Regions from separate parts of the Sus scrofa genome. Here region 1 is linked to region 2. A link is a contact called in public Hi-C data. All regions are on one chromosome and are shown on one strand. The core of a region is the stretch at or near the end of the contact, and the rest is flanking DNA. Distances in the headings are between cores, read along the strand shown. Region 1 has its middle 42 kb from the start of CTGF. Region 2 has its middle 96 kb from the start of MOXD1.

Evidence for each region. Hi-C and Micro-C count contacts between places; a contact is called where the count stands out from the background.
Region 1: a Hi-C map of liver shows a contact between it and region 2, with 5 times the contacts expected there. The contact joins two enhancer-like sites. A contact is called at or near these places in 8 of 47 Hi-C or Micro-C datasets (embryonic fibroblasts, fetal heart ventricle, heart right ventricle and 3 more).

Annotation. Positions count from the first base shown.
Region 1 is chr1:31,714,531-31,717,266 of Sscrofa11.1, forward strand. No RefSeq gene overlaps it. Among named protein-coding and RNA genes, the nearest start is that of CTGF, 42 kb to the left of the region's middle. Within about 2 kb of position 1,416, at least 3 of the 83 cell types and tissues checked have an H3K27ac peak or open chromatin away from gene starts, as enhancers often do. A contact at or near this core is called in liver, where this site is marked.
Region 2 is chr1:31,377,326-31,380,025 of Sscrofa11.1, forward strand. No RefSeq gene overlaps it. Among named protein-coding and RNA genes, the nearest start is that of MOXD1, 96 kb to the left of the region's middle. Within about 2 kb of position 1,341, at least 9 of the 83 cell types and tissues checked have an H3K27ac peak or open chromatin away from gene starts, as enhancers often do. A contact at or near this core is called in liver, where this site is marked.

The sequences.
Region 1 (2,736 bases), core at 166-2,665, 340 kb after region 2:
GTGTGTGCTAAATTGGGGAAATAAGTCAATCAAAAGTATCCAACATAGGAATTTTTTAACCTAAGATGAAGTGTATGTTTGTCTGAGACACAATCTGCAAAGAAGACCCCATGATATCACCGAAAGTCTACGACAACCTCAATCCACATTCCACCCCCCATCCCTGACCTACGCTTGGGCTTCAGAAAAGTGGGTAGGACACAAAACAATCTTCCCTGACACAGTAGTTTAGAGAAAAACACAAACAACTCTCAGACACAATTGGAAGATGATCACTTTATCTCAGAATAAACTAGAATGAGCCATATAAAAGAAATGGCATTAAGCACAGCAAATTACTGCAGGATAAAAAAAAGGAGGAAGGATTAGCACAACGTTATAAATCATCTATATTTCAGTAGAGTTTTTTTGTTTTAAAAAAAGAAGGAAGTATGGAAGGAAAGGAGGGAGGGAGAGAGAAAAGGATGGAGCGAGGGAGGGAAGAGGGGGAGGGAAGGAAGGAAAAAGGAAGGGCTCATTTCATCTGTCTCATCTAGAAGAAAACACATGGGTCAAAAAGTGAGAAGAGGAGTTCCCGTCATGGCTCAGCGGTTAACGAATCCGACCAGGAACCATTAGTTGCGGGTTCAATCCCTGGCCTCGCTCAGTGGGTTAAGGATCCGGCATTTCCCTGAGCTGTGGTGTAGGCTGCAGACGCAGCTCGGATTCCGTGTTGCTGTGGCTGTGGTGTAGGCCGGCAGCTACAGCTCTGATTTGACCCCTAGCCTGGGAACTTCCATATGCCACGGGTGCAGCCCTAAAAAGACCAAAAAAAAAAAAAAAAATGAGAAGAAATGCTTCACATTATAGTACAAGTTAATAGAAAACATAGACCCTCAAAATAAAAATAAACTCAAGGAAGATATAATAGAAGAAGATTTAAAAGAGAGGGTGGTCAGCTCAAATAAATAATAATATAGAAATAATAAATTACAAATTACATAGACAAAAATAAATGTTGCTGAAAAATGGAATCAGGGCCACGTGGGGATACTCAAAATAATCATAGTGATTGAAAATACAAAAGAAAAAGTCAATGCAATAATCAAGAAACTAAAAAACTAGATGGGATGTTGACAGTGGGAAGCTGCATCAGATGCTTGTTATTTTCCTCCTTACATTTTACAAGATACTTTTTAAATTTCCAAAATAAAACCAAAGTCTGTCAATTAGGAAATGACTGTTATTTTGGGAGAGGTTTTAGGATGTAGGTTTGGGGCGGTGATCTGAAACCAATTTTTTGGAATTTCAAAAAGAGAGAGGCTGGTGAAGAGATCAAGTCAGGAAATAAAACCCAATCACTTATTTGTCCTGTCCCACAGTGAGAGAAAACTTTGAGGGAGCTGGAGGGGACAGACACAGCAGAGTAAATACTACAGGAAAATAGGACAGGTGCATAGTCAAAGCAGAGACGTGGAAACCGTGCCAAGGTAGGGATTACACATGCATGTGGGAGAAAGGTTAATTGTTAAGAAAATAAAGCCCTGGAGGAAGTGAGGAGTTAGGTCTGGGGTGGGAAAAAAATCACACTTCCTCCATGAGTGACTAGAATGAAGTTGGGCCAGGTGTGAACACAGAGAAAGGAAAGAAGGATGAAGATAAAGGACACATGTTTTGTGCAGTTTGCAGAGGTCAGAACTGGTCCTTTGGAACTGGGTTCATGTCACCATGGTGAGTAGCAATGTAATGATGGAATGGTACTTAACAGACGAGTAATCTATACCTAGTCAGTATCCTTAGGTATCAGACACTTTCTGCTGTTTGGACACTTATTACCACTGATATTGATATGAGTAAAGACACTTCAAATATTTTATGAATTTTAAAAATATTTTTTGCCTAAATGAATTTTATTGGATTTTTTTTCCAGATTATAACATTCATGTATTATAGAGGCTCGAGAAAGTCAAGATCACCCCCAAACCCCACCACTCAGATAGTCACTGTTAACATTTTAGGGCGTTAACTTCTAGAGGGAAAAATGAGAGGGAAGACAGAGGAAGGAACGAGAACAAAAGGAAGAGAAAATGGGGAAAGCGGGGAAAAGGGATTTTATTTTTCCTTTCACCACAATGGATGTTACCATATGCTATTTTAGAAGATGTTCTTTTCAATTCCTATGGTGTAAAGTTTCCCACTTTTGTAAACTTAGCTAAGCATCACGTTTTAAGAGTGTATTCTAGTATATATACTATATACCATGACTGTTTCTCTAATAAAAGTGAATCTTTTAGATTGAGCATCACTTTTTATCTTCTGACAATTGGACAATAACTTCTTCAGAATTATTTTGAAGCACAAAAATTTGGTCAAACTGAAGTCTTAAGTCAGAGTTTATGGACAATTTTTAAACTTTTGGAACACAATTATCAAACTGCCATCCGAGACATCAAAGCATCTTGGGTGTGTTGCCATCTTCAAGGTGTGACTGCTTGTTCACTTTGAAACACTGGAGATCTGACTCTTTTAAACCTTTTCCCGTGTGGTAAGGACAGAAATATGTTATATGTATATCTAATTTAATTAATGAGCTACAACATTTTTATGTATTGGTCTTTGCTCTTTTCATTTCTTTCCCATGAATGTCTTAACCCAGACTTTTGCCCATTTTTCAAATGAGGGTTAATGTACTCTGGTTTTGTTATTAAGTGCTTTTTCATTGATGATATTTCATACTATTAATACATTTATTTTGAG
Region 2 (2,700 bases), core at 91-2,590:
AATGTCTATATGTGATATATATAATAACTATATATAATATGTATTATGGCATATATAATTTATATTTTTAGTTCAAATTTATTATATCCCAAATAGAACTCCTCTTGCTCCCAAAAGTTCTTATCTATTTCCTTTTTGGCGAACTGGCAACACAGCCCTCTCATTCACCTAAACTGAAATTTGAACTCATGGGCAATTTCACCCTTTTCTTCAGTCCTCACAGTCTATCCTTTCCTGTGTCTTGTAGACCCTTGAAAGCTTTCTGCCATCCTCAGTGGTATGAGTTTAACTCAAGTTCATCTTATCATTCATTTTGTTTTTTGCTATGGTTTCCTTGTCAGTGATTCCAAAACCTGGATGTGTATCAGAATCACCTGCTGAATTTTGCAAACATAAGGATGCCCAGTGCTAGTCTCCATATCACATCTCCTGAAGCAGGATCTCAGGGATGGGCCAAGAACACTCACAATTAGTTAATTAAAGCAATCAGTGGCTTCTTAAAAATGCTCATCAATAATCTTACGTTATATCATATGAATCTATACTTCTTATTTAAACCATTCACACCCATGCTGCTCTCTTCATTCCTCTACCTAAAGAACAGAGGACAGAAACCCAGTGTGACAAAGAGAACCCACTGCCCCAGGTACAACGGTAGAGCCCAGTAGTGCTGCTGGCGTGAGAATTTTAATAATGGACCATGCAGGCCACAAGGTACAATGAAAGCAAGCATTCCAGCTAGAAAATTATCCAGCTAAACTTAGAAGAATTGGAAACCTAATTGTAACAATAAGGTAACCTAATGACAATGAAGTCATTTTCCTTAAATATTTCTTTTTGTGGATGCATTGTTATTGTTTAAAAGAAATATTTCTGTCGGTTTCTTTGAGAGAGTTTTAACCTACTTCTGGAAACTAGGACCATGTGAAACTCAGAATTACGGATATTAACTGATCCTCTGCTCAGGAACTGGTGAAAATCCCTCAGAGTGAAAACCGCTATTTCATTGACCTAGCAGTTCATCTGTAAGAGAAAAGCATTCTTGAAAAATAGAAAATTTTCCTAAGTAAGGTTTTTAATTAAGCTTATACTTATAAGAAATATTCTTTGTGCAAAATGACTGATGATTATTAACCCAAAGTTTAAAAAAAAAAAAAAAATCTGGCTCAGGACTAGCAGCACAGTGGGGCTGGAGGAAGAGGTGCCCTCTTGTGGCAAGAACGAAAAATGACTAGAATGTTGACAAATCAATGGCTCTCATTCCTTTTGTTTTCTTGTCTTTGGAACTATTACGCTAATGATGGCTTCTCTCTTTCATCTCCATCCAAATACAATAGCAAACGTTTCTTTTGCAACAGCTGGAACCTTCTGGGGTAAGCCAGGACACAGCGCTGTTTCGAAGTGTAGTTTCTTTTAGATTGAATTAGAGGCACACTGCCCTCTTGTGGTAGATCTGCCGCTTTGCAAAGAGAGTGGTAAATTTCTCTGGCTAAAATCCAAGGTAGCAATTGAAGGACTTAAATACTGTTAAAAGGGTGGGTGGGGCATTTGAGGAAATGCAAGCTATCTTCAATGCAGTCCTAATAGAATTTCATGTTTCTTATTGACATTGCATAAGAAGGACAAGAAAGTTCATCTTAATATAGACTTAAAAAAGTATTGGTTTTGAACCCAGTGTTTGCTTCAGTCTCTTGTCTTATGTACAATGAAAATGGTGACATGGCTACGTGTTTCTTGCTACTTAAAATTGAAATAATAAATTTTCCACAAATTTATTGTCAGTGTCTGTTTGAGAAAGGCTGCTAGAGTTAACTTTCCTATCTCCAGAACCTGAATGTTTAGCAGGTATTTGGCATAATAAAAACATATTGGTTTTATTGAATTTGGTTTAACGAAAAGAACACTTCACATTATATTACCTTCTAGAATTCAGATACCATTCTTCTCATGAAATAGATGACTTAGGCAATGAAAGCTGTGTAAATTAAGTTTTATATTTTATTTCTTAAGTTATTTTTAAGGCTGCATCTGCTGCATATGGAAGTTCCCAGTCAGGGGGTCAAATCGAGCTGCAGCTGATGGCCTGTACTACAGCCACAGCAACACCAGACCTGAGCCGCATCTGCGACCTATACCACAGCTTGTGGCAACACTGGATACTTAACCCATTGAGCGAGGCCAGGGATCAAAGCCTCATGGACACCATGTCAGGTTCTTAACCCACTGAGCTATAACGGGAACTCCAATTTTTATATTTTAAATGCACTTAAAAGGAGATTATTGTGTTAAAAATATATTTAGAGCCCGCTACGTGTCAGTATAACTACTTACTATATTTTCTTTTTTAAAAAATGAATTTTACATTGTAGATTTGTTTAAAAATAAAATATATATTAACTTAGTTTTCCTCCCAAAGAAGTATACTTTTATGGCTAATTTTCTTTCTCTCTTTCTTTCTTTCTTTCTTTCTTTCTTTCTTTCTTTCTTTCTTTTCTTTCTTTCTTTCTTTCTTTCCTTGCTCATAGCATGCCCAAGTTCCTGGGCCACAGATTGAACCCAAACCACAGCCACGACAATACCAAATCCTTGACTGCTAGGCCACCAGGGAACTCCTAATTTTCCTATTTTTTAAACTGCCAAAATAGAATGTAAATAAAATGTTAACTAATAGGAAACTGTTTGCACAATATGGCCATTCTG